2 separate regions of the Macaca mulatta genome follow, and region 2 is linked to region 1. The links are chromatin contacts, called in public Hi-C maps. All regions are on one chromosome and are shown on one strand. Each heading gives the region's core, a stretch centred on a gene start, on an enhancer-like site or on the middle of the called end of the contact. The rest is flanking DNA. Distances are from core to core; before and after follow the strand shown. Region 1 holds the start of RPS14 (ribosomal protein S14). Region 2 holds the start of RBM22 (RNA binding motif protein 22).

Region 1 (7,103 bases), core at 2,722-5,221:
GTTAAGAAAAGCCTGCGGCCCAGTCAATGAAAGATCTCCTTTCTAAGATTCCAACACCCCGCTAGTTCAGAGGTCTGCAAACTTTCTTTAAAGAGACAGGGCTGGGGACAGTGGTTCACATCTGTAATTCCAGCACCTTGGGAGGCCAAGGCAGGGCGGACTGCTTCAGCTCCGGTGTTTAAGACCAGCCTGAGCAACATGGTGAAACCCCATCTCCACAAAAATACACAATTTAGCCAGCGTGGTGGCGCTACTACTAGCAGTCCCGACTACTCGGGAGGCTGAGGTGGGAGGACTGCTTGAGCCTGAAAGGCAGAGACTGCAATAAGCTGAGACAGCACTGCTGCACTCCAGCCTGGGGGAGAGTGAGACCCTGTCTTAAAAAAAAAAAAAAAAAAAAGTCAGATGGTAAGTATTTTAGGCTGAGGGGCCACTATGGTTTTGTTGTATGATCTGACCACTGTCCGGCCTGTTCACCTAATAGTCATCTAGTTTCATGCCCCTCCCCCCACCACCACTCAAGGCCAGGTCCTTCCCCTCTCCTACAGGACTCCACCTCTTCCCCTGACTGTACCTCATGCCACCCTTTCCTTCACAGGTGCCCAGGTTCACCCTCAACATCAAGACCTTTCTTTGCAGTTGTCTCTAGCTGGAATCCCCTCCTTTTGTCCTTCCTTCACTGGAAGAACTCTGGACTCATCGAGACCTTAGTTTAAATTACACTTTATCACCAACTCCTTACTTGTACTTCCCGGCATTTGTCACAAATGAAAAGCACATACTCCCTGGCGCTCTGTTGTTTAAAGTCTGACTCTCCTACCAGCCTAGGTCCCACACAAGGAGGGTAGAGACCATGTCTATGTTTCCTATGTTTCACCCATCACTCTCTTCTAGTACCTGAAACACAGCTCCTGGTATACAGTGGGTGCTCCACACTGAGCTGCTGGGGGTGTACAGAGGAGCCAATTATTAAATATGTATATGACTAAAATATCTTGTTCAAGGTCACAACGAAAAACCCAAACCTCAAATCCAGGTGCTCCAGTACCCAAGCCCAGCAGGTTTTCGACCACCTAGTCATCCCCTCCACGTCTCGTACCTATTTCCTCCTGTGGCCCGGAGTTTGATGTGTAGGGCGGTGATACCCAGCTCCTTGCACCTCTGGGCCACATCCTGGGCAGCCAACATAGCAGCATATGGCGAGGATTCATCTCGGTCTGCCTTCACCTTCATCCCACCAGTCACACGGCAGATGGTTTCTCTGGGGACAAAAGCACAGGGTCATTTCTTCCTTGTCCAAAAAGGAGTGCTTACGATATCCTAATGAGTGAAGAGCATCACAGCTCAGTCATGTTGGAGGATGATGGTCATGGGCTCTGCCCTCATGGAGTTCAGTCCAATGGGGTTGAATGGCCCAATATAGCTAAACTCAGCATTAACACTTTATATATCTACTTCTGCATTTAATCCTTACAATCACTCCACGAGGTAGACACTACTGTCCTCATTTTACATATGAGGAAACCGAAACTCAGAATTTGAGTGATTTCACACAAGTCACAACAACTTGCTAAATGGCAGTCGAACCCACATCCAGAGCTCACTTGCAGTCCACTGCTGCTCCTACAAAGGGAACTAAGGAAAGAAATTCCCAAGAAACCAAGGATTCAATAACCATCACACTATAAGGACAAAGAATGTGTCTCCTCTCTTGTAACCCCTGGGAAATCACAATATTTGTGGGCTAAATGGACAAGCATATTCTCTTACCTGGATAAAACAGCATTTCTTTAGAGAGAACCCCCTCCACTGCTAGCCCATCCCAGCCATTGCTTTCCTCAGCCTTTTGCCAGCTGGGTGCCTCTCCACCCAGGTACTCACTTGCCAGAAAGGTCAGTGACATGGACAAAAGTGTCATTGAAGGATGCAAAGATATGGCAGACACCAAATACATTCTCTCCTTCAGCCACCTGAGGTCCGAGGCTGATGACCTGTTCTTCCTTCTTTTCCTTCCCCTTTCGAGGTGCCATTTCTGAGTGGAAGGAAAAGAAACTCAAGGTTAACAGACAAAACATTTCCAGAATCCCTTTCCCCCGGCTATTAAAGAAAACCCTAAGTCTTGCTTCATGTCCCTGTCTTCTTCCATCCAGGACTCTGCTATATTCTCTCATCTCTGCCTTACTAAAAGTTCTTTCTCCTTGCACTCGGAGGGGTGTCAACTGTGGCCATATAGCAAAGTACCATGAGAAGTATTCTTTCCCCAGAAACTATCAACAGCGAAGCTCACAGCACCTACAGGATAGAAGCCTAGGGATCTAGCAGCAGATGCCTGAAGGCTGCATCCCAAAAGGCAAGAAGAAACCCAAGACCAATACCTACCCATGTACTGGTAACACCATTCCAAACACCCTTTATGGGGCGAGGGAGCTGCCTGACTCCTACATGAACTCCTCAGCTTAGAATTCAAGGGTCCCTTACCAACACAGCCCTCAAGCCTCTCATCTCCTGTTTTCCCGTGCTCCACCTGATCCCTTCAAAAGCCCAAAATGCAATTGATTTGACACCCACAACTATTTAGAACTAAATCTTTCACCAACATCAAATATCAAAGGCACTAAAATACATCCAAAAGGCAGGGAAATGGGAAAGACTCATCCCAGAAATCTGATGGGTCTCTGAGACCAAACAACTCCAACCTATTATGGCCTTATAAGTGCAATCATACTGTCACAGGATCTAAGGGAGGGAGAAACTGACAGGAGGAAGGCAGGTGAGAATGAATGAGAAAGTGGAAGACTAGGAGAAGACTGCTTCCTGCCTAAAGACCCAGGCCTTCTGAACCTCCTGGTGTTCAAAACAATTTAACATATTCAGAAGACACTAACGCCAATCGGTATCCTGCAGATGGTGAAGACAGAGTGTCGCAGCCTATGGTCACAGTAAAGACAGTGGCAAAACCAAACCTAGAAACGACGTGTCCTGACTCCCAGCCCAGCACTCTCTGCCTCCTGCCAAGGTGCCTCTACACCACAAATAACTACCCCAGTCTGTCTCAGGTGTTCCTAGACCTCTCCTGTGCCTTCCCTATATAAACTTTAGTGTGTGACCACAGTAAGTACTTCAAGTGTAAGTCTTGGGTGTACAAAGTTAGCTGTTCCTATCTTCAAATCAGGCTAATGAACACGACGAAGTGCGTTAACTATCGTAAGGAACGCGCCACAGAAGAGAAGACTAAGGTTCTACCTGGAGAAGCATAGAAAGGCTCCAGCAGATCTCAACTATGTAAGCATGAGTATGTTTCGGCATGGTGGCCATTCAGTAAATGCCAATTTGCCGTTTCTCCGTCCCTAACATCCCCTATAGTAATGAGCAGAGTGGTCATCGGGGGTATATAAATGCAGGGCAAGCACACAGCAAACATTGGTGCTGGGCCCTGAGCGCCTAGAACTTGCAACGTGCCCGACTCAGCAACGGAAAGAATTGCCCAGATTTAGAAGCATCCAATACAGGGCGAGAATTTTCCCTGCTTTCCTTCTTTGAATGATCACTACAAATCCATGGGATCGGTGCTACTGTTATTCCTATACTGCAGATGAGGAAATGAACGAGATTAGGCGCGGGCCTGCGATAATCAAGAAAAAAGTTGGCGAGATAGGGGTGGGAACCCACGTCTGTCCCGGGTTCGCTCAACTACGCTGTGCCCCTGAAACGAGGCCGTGGCCGTATTGCGGGGCCGAGGCCTTAAAAGGTTGGACCCGCACTCACCCTTACTTCGCAAGCTCCTCCCTGAAGCAAAACCGGCCTTCCGAGACCAGGCGCGAACTCAATCCCGAGTTGGCCAGGATCCAAGTGGGCCAGCCGCGCGTCTCTTGCCCGGCAGCTAGCTCAGTTCCCACGGAAAGACCCCAGTCTTTCGTTCCAAGCCCCACAGGGTCCCCTTGCTGCAGGATGCCCCCCGATTGTCGCGCCCGGGCCTCCTACCTGCACGTCGTCTCCAGACTCCAGACCGGAAAGAGAGAGTGGGAGAGGGAGGAGCGACGGGTCACTTCCGTGTCCCGGAAGTATACCTCTGAGGTCACCGGGCGAGGTCGGCTCCCGGAAGACGCCGCCATTATTGCTTCCAAAGAGTTTAAGACTCGTCATAGGGAAAGACGGTTTATTACTTAAGGGAGAGCGAAAAGAGGCAGAGTGGCTGGTTGTCGCTGCGAGCGGGTCTGCCTAAGCGACAGTACGAAACGGCTACACCCGCGGGGTGAGGTGGGCCTGTATTCCATGACGGCGGTGGCCTGGCTAGACAGACTTCCGCCCTCCTGACTCCCGCCCTGGCAGCCTGGGAGCGGCAGCGCCCCTTGTGTGGAGCAGGGGAATAACAACAACAAAACGGCATTAATTAAAGCCAGGGTGGTGCCTGCGTCTAGTCCCAGGTACTTAGGAGGCTGAGGATCGCTTGAGCCGAGTAGTTCGAGGCCAGCCTAGGCAACATAGACGGGGAAAACCACCGTGATCACGTACTTTGTCATACTATATAATGGGAAAAATAAGAATAAATTATTCAATATGTATTTACAGACCGGTCTGGGCTAAACAGTTTATATGCATTGCTTCATTTACTCCTCAAGACATTGTCACATTGTCAAATAGTTTTGATTTCCTTCTTACAGATAAAGGATGTTAACTGAGAGCACACCTTTGCAGACGGTTTGGAATTCTAGCTTCAAAGCCCATGTGTTTAATAGCTACTTCCACATAGCCCTTTAATAACTATATATATTTTAAATATTTATATATTTATGTATTTATATATATTTTTATATATGTGTATATATATAGTTATTAGAGGGCTCTGTGGAAGTAGCTATTAAATATATATGTATATTGAGACGGAACCTTGCTCTGTGGCCGAGGCTGGAATGCAGTGGCACAATCTCGGCTGACCGTGACCTCCGCCTCCCAGGTGCAAGCGATTCTCCTGCCTCAGCCTCCCGAGTAGCTGGGACTACAGGCGCGTACCACCACTCCCGGCAAAATTTTTTTTTTTATTTTTAGTAGAGACGGGGTTTTACCGTGTTGACTAGGGTGGTCTCGATTTTCTGACCTCGTGATCCACCCGCCTCGGCCTCCCAAAGTGCTGGGATTACAGGCGTGAGCCATGGTGCCCATCCTCTAATAACAACATTGAAGGACCTTGAAGGTTTGGGAGAATATGTTGGAGCTGTGGGGAAGGGCCAAGAAGTGTACCTCACAGAGCTAGGCAAGCAGTAGATACATTTTAGCTATATACTATATGTAATATTTATATGGACTATATACAGTATTTTTGGATTACATACTATATAAATATTATAGATATATTTTTTATATATTAATATATCCTGTGGCTGCAGCCTGGGTGACACAGCGAGACCCTGTCTCAAAAAAAAAAAAAAATTCACTCTGCTAAACTGAAAAACTCATCATACCTTCTTTTTTTTTGAGAGAGTCTGGCTCTTGTTGCCCAGGCTGGAGTGCAGTGATGCCATCTCGGCTTACTGCACCCTCTGCCTCCTGCGTTCAAGTGATTCTCCTGCCTCAGTCTCCCGAGTAGCTGGGATTACAGGTGTGCACCACGTCACCCGGCTAATTTTTGTATTTTTAGTCGAGACGGGGGTTCCACCATGTTGTCCAGGCTGGTCTCGAACTCCTGACCTCAGGTGATCCACCCGCCTCAGGCTCCCAAAGGGCTGGGATTACAGGCATGAGCCATTGCACCCGGCCTCAACATACCTTCTTGTTGCATTGCGTTTCTTCCATGATGAGTGACGTCAGACATCTCTTTACCGATTGTTTAACCATTTGCATCTGTTCTGTGAAATGTCTGTATTTTTTGAAGGAGAGGACTTTTTTGTTTTAAGTAATGAGCTTCCCAATATGTTAGCAGAGACTGGAGTATTGTGGAGTGAGTTCCGCTTTGGTTAAGAGTTGTATTAAACAGACCTCCAAACCTCACATGGTTTCATGGAGGGAGCAGGCCTTGATCTTTTTTTTTTTGTTTTGTTTTTTGTTTTTTTTTTTTGTTTTTTTTTTTTTTTTGAGACGGAGTCTCGCTCTGTCGCCCAGGCTGGAGTGCAGTGGCCGGATCTCAGCTCACTGCAAGCTCCGCCTCCTGGGTTCACGCCATTCTCCTGCCTCAGCCTCCCGAGTAGCTGGGACTACAGGCGCCCGCCACCTCGCCTGGCTAGTTTTTTGTATTTTTTTTAGTAGAGACGGGGTTTCACCGTGTTAGCCAGGATGGTCTCGAACTCCTGACCTCGTGATCCGCCCGTCTCGGCCTCCCAAAGTGCTGGGATTACAGGCTTGAGCCACCGCGCCCGGCCAGGCCTTGATCTTATGGCTGAAGGCAGCCCACACAATCACCTCAGGACAAATGTTTCCACAGGGAAGCCTTATCTTTATCCCAGAAACCATCAAAGTCACTGCTTTCAAACTCCACTTTATTTAATCAACATATTTATTGTTTCTGCAGTTATTAGCTGTGAGTCTTTGGGCAACATTGTAACCTCTCTGGGCTTCAGTTTTCTCATCTGTGAAATAGGGATGATAATAGTATATTTATTTTTTTATTTTTTTATTTTTTGAGACAGAGTCTCGCTCTGTTGCCTTCTCCTGCCTCAACCTCCCTAGTAGCTGGGTCTACAGGCACACACCACCACGCCTGGCTAGTTTTTTTGGTATTTTTAGTAGAGACAGGGTTTCACCATGTTGGCCAGGCTGATTTTGAACTGACCTCAGGTGATTCACCGCCCCCCTGCAGTCTTCCAAAGTGCTGAGATTACAGACGTGAACCACTGCACCCAGCCAATAATAGTACATTTTTAAATGCATATTGAAAACTGCGGGGCTCAGTGGCTCACACCTGTAATTCCAACACTGTAGGAGACTGAGGCAGGAGGATCACTTGAGCTCAGGAGTTGGAGACCAGTCTGGGCAACATGGTGAAACACCTTCTCTACAACAAATAGGAAAATTAACCAAGCATGGTGACCTGCGCCTATAATCCCAGCTACTTGGGAGGATCACCTGAGCCTGGGAGGTCAAGGCTGCAGTGAGCTGTGATCACACCACTG
Region 2 (7,103 bases), core at 1,602-4,101, 260 kb after region 1:
TCTCGGCCTCCCAAAGTGCTGGGATTACAGGCTTGAGCCACCGCGCCCAGCCTAGGCCACTTTTGATTAATTCCCAAATTTTCCTTAAGTTCCTACTATTGTTCAGGACTCTAGAACAGACTAATTATGGTTCTTTTCCTGGGAAAAGCAGACCACAGCAGACATTCCGAAGTGAAATCAGAACCAGAGCTAGGGTGAGAAGTGGGAGACAAAAGACTGGCTTGTAGTTTTAGGCACCTGCACACTTTCAGATCTATTGGACAGGTCAAGCATACCATACTCTAGGTCTAAGAGGCAGGTCTGACAGACATTCTTCAATTTACTGCAGGTTTGGCACACTTCAGTCTTCTTGAAACGCATGCGGACTCCAGGGCACCAGCGAAACACGGTGAATGGCCTGGCACAGATCTGGAACACAAAACAAGAGCCACAGAATGTTAATGGCCCTGATCTGGGCAATCTGGAGCTCTGATAACAATGGGGCATTCAAAAAAGGATCCCTGAATGTAGGGTTTAGAAGAGACCTTAGCAACCATCTAGTTGATTTGATGTTTCAATACAATTTTCAGCATCCTTCTCCAGCAAAAATTCAGAGTACAGAAATGAAATAGCCAAAAGGTCAAAGTTCTTCCCATCCTAGAGGTAAGCACCAATAATAATCTGAACCTTAATCTTTTTTAGGGGGAGTGGGGAGTGTCATAAAATTTTTTGAGAATCTTCTGACAGGGATGACCTTCCTCCTCAGCTAAAATGCTCATGTGGACAGTCATATACCACCTGGTATACAAACTCCTTCAGTGCCCATCCACTGACATTAGAATCTCTACATCAGAGGGTTCATTTTCTTACCTCCCACATAAATAGTTGCCAGCCAATGAATATATCAGTAATACATAAAAAGTTGTATGGCACTGATTTTTACTGGAAGACCTCAAAACTTAGTAAGCTGAAGGCTAATTTGGTAGAGAAAAGAAAAATGAAACAGAAATCATTACTCTTTAACAGACATACTTACTTTGCATTCCTTCCCATACTTTTCTTTGGTCTATAATAGAAAAAAAATAGAAAAGAACTGGAGTTACAGAAAGAAAAAAGCCAGGTGTTTACTATTTCCTTAAACATAACCCAAGAAATGTGTCTGGAAATCCCTGGCATCCTAGAGAGAGAGAAAAACAACAACAACAACAAAAACCAAAACCCAAACTTTTTTGGGAAGAGGGTAGGAAACATACTATAACAACATATTGTAAGTTATAACATCTCAAGAGTATACGGATCTGGGCCAGGTGGCAGCGGCTCACGCCTGTAATCCCAACACTTTGAGAGGCCAAGGTGGAAGGATCGCTTGAGCCCAGGAGTTCCAGACCAGCCTGGGCAACATAGCAAGACGCTGTCTCTACAGGAAAAAAAAAAATAGAGTATATGCATCTAATACTAGGTAACTGAGTGTCTTTCCACAGCCACAACTCCTAGGTTCATTTTTGGCTCCCAAGTTCACTCCCAAGAACTAACATTCCTAATGGTTTCCACAATCCCTAAATCAGAGAGGATACAGCTATGGCCCGCCCACTTTACAAAGTTTAGTCAAAAGGTAGCTACTGTAGACTTGACCTGTGCCAATGCCCGGAATATAGTAAATGTTCTGTTTAAACAGAACTATTCAAACATCTTGAACCATTCAAACATCTTGAACATACTAATATATCAACATCTCTACGACTACACAATAATACAGCCCTAACCTAATTATTGTTAACTGGTTCTAATTTTACCCTTGTTTATAAGAAACGGGGAATGCTTAAAGAGATAAAGTACACTGGCCAAAAGGCATTTGACCAGGAGTCAGGAAACCTAGTTTTTAGTTCTGGTTCTCCTCCTATCATGCTGACATTCCTACAGCCAGAATATCTGAACTTGAATCCCAGCTCCATTCATTACTATTGTATGAAAAGACACAAACGCTCTCACCTTCTGGCCAACAGACCTATTTCCTGGGTAAATGCTCAACAAATACTAGCTATCATGATTACCCCTACATCACAGGAGTGTTACCGGATTCGTAAGTAAGAGAATACACATGACAGTTCTTTGCAAGTCGTCCAGCACTTTGGGTTAGTAAAACAGCATCATTTTTTCTGCTTGTCTAAGAGAAACACTTCACAGTGTGCAAGTACCACAACACTGACAGGACATGAATAACTCGTTTCACACGCGATCACTCACCATTCGGATATATGGGTTTTCTCCAAGACATGTCTGGCACAGAATGGGGAAGTCCTGGTGAAAATGGGAAATCTGGTTGAGGACCACCTTCCGAAGACCCTGACACCTCAGTGACACTTGGGGCGGCGAGGGGGCGGGAAGCCAGGGTGGGGAACAAGGTACGGCAGGAACCCGAAGTCCATCACGACCCGATCGCGGGAGGGGGCGCTGTCTGCACTTCCGGCAGGCGGCGGGAGAAAAGAAAACCAGCTCGAATAGGCTGGAGGGGGCAGGGATGGAAAGGGCGCTGGTCCCGGGACCCTGGCTAAGCCCCCGCCCTTCAAGCCCGCAAGAGGATCGCCCTCCGGCCTCCTGCTCCGGCCAAAGCTAGGCCACCGCCTTGGCTCCTCCCCGGAATTCCTTCGGCCGCGCCGCAGGCCTTGTCCTGCGAGCTTGCAAGGTGCGCGGCTTCGCCTCCTCCTTCCATCCTCCTCCGGCAGGAACACTCACCGCATCCTCCCAGTTCTGCCTGTTGTAGGTGTTGGAACCCAGAGAGGTCGCCATCTTGAGAGCGTCCGGAGGCAGCTGTAGCTTCCGAGTTGGGAGAGAGGACCGCCACAATCCCGTCAAGCCCCGAGGCTAGCGCCGGGCTAGTCGGCGTCTTAATTACGCGTCCAGTGCCTCTTCCGGGGCGGAGCCTTTGCGTCATGACGTCGCCCGCTCTTGGAATTTCTAAGCTTAACAATCCGGGTCCTGTTATATTGTACCTGGATGCTTCCTTTGAGTTTTTGCCTGCTTGGAAAGAAGGGCCACACGTGCAGCTGATTTATTTAAAAATTGGGCGAAAGAATAAAGTAAGACGTAATACATAAGAGGCTGGGATTAAAACAGCGTTCCCTACCATTGAGGCGCTTATTATGCCAAATGCTGGGCGAACGTCTTGTGGTTCCAGTGTCTCATTTGTTCTCATAACTTCTCTGTAGGGCTGTCAGATTCTTATTCATTCTCTCTCTCTCTCTCTCTCTCTCTCTCTCTCTCTCTCTTTCTCTCTCTCTCTCATTACAGAACGTCTAAAGTTGAGTTTCAGATTAACAGCGAATCGCTTTTTAATTATAAATATATTTGGTACCTACTTGTACTAAAGTAGGATTCGTGGTTGGTCTGAAAGTCGCATCACTTAACCAATCTTCCTGTATTTTATCTGGTAACTCTACCCTGTAGGCAAGTATGATGATCCTTCTTTTATAGAAAAGAAAACAGGTTTAGAGAGATTAATCTCTCCTGATTTAGCTCCTAGTTGTGGAGCTAAAAAGTGGTGAAGCCACAAATTCAAAGACATTAGTACTGTTTCATTTCCAGCTTCTGAAATGATAAGGGCCTTATGAATAAACATATGCATTATTTGATTTTTGGAATAACTCGTAACCACTCCGCCAATATTTTATGAGTTTCAAGCCATTCTGGTACCACTTTCGTACTTAACGGGTCATCAAACTACCTAACATATTTATTTAAATCACCTCAGGAAAAAAAGGTTGATTTAAAGTATAACTTCACATAAATTTTTATCCTTTTTAGTTTTGAATTTTTTACATACATTCACTACAGTCAAATATGGAATTGTCTATCATCCCCAAAGTTCCCTTGTTTCTGTAGTTAATCCACTTATTCCCATACTCAAACCATGGCAATCACTAATTTGTGTTCTGTCCCTAGTTTTGCCTTTTCCAGAATGTCATATAAATGGAATCCTACATAGCCTTTTGGATCTGATTTTTTTCACTTAGTATTTTGAGTTGAGATTTCATCCATATTGTTACATGTATCAATAATTTCTTCTTTTGTATTACTGAGTAGAATTCCATTGTATGGATATATCATACAATTCACTTGTCAGTTGCTGGACATTTGGGTTGTTCCCAGATTTTAGTGAATATAAATAAAACCATTATAAACATTGACATACAGATCGTTGTATGGACATCGGTTTTCATTTTGCTTGTGTAAATACCTTAGAGTGAGATTATTTGTTCATATGGTAAGTATATCTTTGCCTTTATAAGAAAGTCCTTGCGTTTATCTGAGCTTCTTGGATCTGTGATTTGTTGTCTTTTATTATATTTGGAAAATTCTCAAGTATCATCTCTTCAGTCTTCTGCCTGGTTTCTACATCTGTGACTCCAATTTCACGTGTCTTGTGAGGAATGCAAGGTCAGAAATAACAGAGTCCACATACATTTGTGTTTTTCCACAATGTCAGACTTTTACTGATGCTATTTCAATCAAAAAAGCCACGAACTATGTTGAGTTTCCAAGAAAACAATTCTCCTTAGTACTTGCCACTCACTGAGCACTCAGAGCCTTGGACACACAGGCTCAAGGCACTCCTTAGGTCAATAAATATTGCAAAGCATGCATAATAGGATACTTATTCCTCATATAAATATTACAGAGTGAACATTCCACAAACAAAATAACATTTAACATTAAGAGAAAAGGGATAGGAGCCCTTTCTCCTTTAAGTTTGGAGCTCTCAAAATCATCTCGTTGCCTCCCTTTTTCCTTCTTTCCTCCCCCAATTTTTTTTTTAAAATCTTTGTGGGACATGACTTCTAGGAATTAGCCTTCCTAGCAACATGGGACATGACTTCCTAGGAATGAGCCTTCCTAGCAACGTGGGACCTGAATTTCCTGGAATAAACCATCCTAGCGACAAGAAACCAGCTCAAAAAAGGAGGAAAAAGCAACCTGAGGCCAGGAACACACACTCCTTTTAAAATGCTTTCTCCAAAAGATTTTAAAGAAAAAAAGGAGGAAATGTGAAAGGAAATTAAATCTTGGGACCCCGTACTCATTAAGCCAAAGGGAAAAGTCCAGCTGGGAAGTGGGTCACGCAAACCTGCCTCCCGCTTTTGGTTCCTAAATAAGATGGCTACAAGATGGAAAGCTACATGCCTCCCCCATATTTTGCCCACAAGGAAATTCCTAGTGAGGAATTTTACTTTCCTGGAAAGGAACAAAGAAAAGAGAAGAAAAAATATATATAGGGACTAGGCCAGATTTATAGCAATAAAAGGAAAGCAAACCTGGAAGCTGGGTCAGGCTATATTACTGCCTCCTCAATTAAAGCAATTCTCTGGGCAATCATTACCTTAGCCCTTTTGGTTGCACATTGACTTATTTGCAGACACATACTATAACAACATTGTAAGCAGAAACAGGACAGAACATAAATTATTATCCCTCCTATTATAAGCAATAGCTTCTGCTACTAAATTCCCCAGAATCCAAACCAACCACTCAAGCAATGGATTAGTGAGGGTTTTGTATCTGACAGTTGGTTATCTGGGTTTTTGTATCAGTCATAAGTCAGGTATGTTCTTCGATTCATCTGGAATATACACACAACGTTGTTTTTATGATGGCACAGGTTCCCTTGTGCTGCCGTGAGTATACCTAAAGCCATATAGTTCTGCAGCACAGCTTTCCTCATAAGCATGACCTCATTGCTTAGCAAAGAGGTACTCATGCAGCTACCATTTAGGGCCTTTGGGTGTAATTCGATAAAGCCTCTATATGCCATATAACATCTTCAATACCTATCTGTGGTACAAAGATTGAAGCTAAGTGATCATACCACTGGAATACCGAACGTGTCCAGTGAGATTGTAAATGAAAAGGGTTTGCTGGTTCTGGAAGGGTCTGAATTACTGGGCAACATATGGGGGAGGCACGTAGCTTTTCATCTTGTAGCTATCTTATTTAGGAACCAAAAGCAGAAGACAGGTTTGTGTTACCCAGTTCCCAGCTCAACTTTTCCCTTTGGCTTAATGAGTTTGGGGTCCCAAGATTTAATTTCCTTTCACAATATATATTGTCCATATTTTCTTTCTCTTTTGTTCGAGATGGGGGTCTCACTTTGTCACCCAGGCATGATCATAGCTCACTGTTACCTAGAATTCCTGGGTTCAAGGGATCCTCCAGCCTTAGCCTCCCAAGTAGCTGGGACCATAGAAGCAGGCCACGGTGCCCAGCTAATTTGTAACTTTTTTGTAGAGACGGGTCTCACCATGTAGCCCAAGCTGGTCTTGGAACTCCTGGGCTCAAGTGATTCTCCAGCCTTGGCCTCCCAAAGTGCTGGGATTAAAAGTGTGAGCCATGGCACCTGGCTCCATATTTTCCACTAGTTTTAACATTGTAGGGGCCAACAGAAAAGTTCCCCTTTCCCCTCTTAAGATTCACTGAAAATTAACTAGCAAAAGACAGATTAATAGGAGAAAAGGCATACAAATTTATTTGATCATAGTTTTACATGACACAGGAGCCTTCAGAATGAAGACCCAAATGGAAATTTAGTGCTAACAGACTGAGTGGGGAAACCCAGTGAGGCCTGTCTGTCTAGATTCTTGGTCTCTCTCGGCAGCATTCCTTCCTTCTGGGTATGGACAGGACCCTCTTTGGAATGGGCGTCTTATGACCTATGATCTAAAACAAGGTAGCTCAGATAATTTCTTTAGAGCCAGTTTTTACACAGAAAAGCAAGGGGGAAGTTATTTTTTATTTTTATTTTTTTTTGAGACAGAGTGTCACTGTGTCACCCAGGCTGGAGTACAATGGCGCCATCTCGGTTCACTGCAACCTCCGCCTCCCAGGTTCAAGTGATTCTCCTGCCTCAGCCTCCCGATTAGCTGGGATTACAGGTGCGCGCCACCACGCCTGGCTAATTTTTGTATTTTTAGTAGAGACAGGGTTTCACCATGTTGGTCAGGCTGGTCTTGAACTCCTGACTTTGTGATCCACCTGCCTTTGCCTCCCAAAGTGCTGGGATTACAGGCGTGAGTCACTGCACCCAGCCTAGAGTAGTATTTTTACATTTTATGGCTGGCTTTGGGGAAAAGGGG

What was found. Hi-C and Micro-C count contacts between places; a contact is called where the count stands out from the background.
Region 2: a contact with region 1 is called in a Hi-C map of fetal cortical plate, with 2.2 times the contacts expected there. The contact joins the promoter of RBM22 here to the promoter of RPS14 in region 1. A contact is called at or near these places in 3 of 14 Hi-C or Micro-C datasets (blood, fetal cortex germinal zone and fetal cortical plate).

Annotation. Positions count from the first base shown.
Region 1 is chr6:159,408,425-159,415,527 of T2T-MMU8v2.0, forward strand. It overlaps RPS14 (ribosomal protein S14), which reads right to left and starts at 3,972. Exons shown (of 5, transcript NM_001266916.1): 1 at 3,766-3,972; 2 at 1,882-2,032; 3 at 1,100-1,261. The coding sequence starts at 2,030.
Region 2 is chr6:159,665,194-159,672,296 of T2T-MMU8v2.0, forward strand. RBM22 (RNA binding motif protein 22) reads right to left here and starts at 2,852. Exons shown (of 11, transcript NM_001257496.1): 1 at 2,713-2,852; 2 at 2,224-2,277; 3 at 1,016-1,045; 4 at 276-408. The coding sequence starts at 2,766.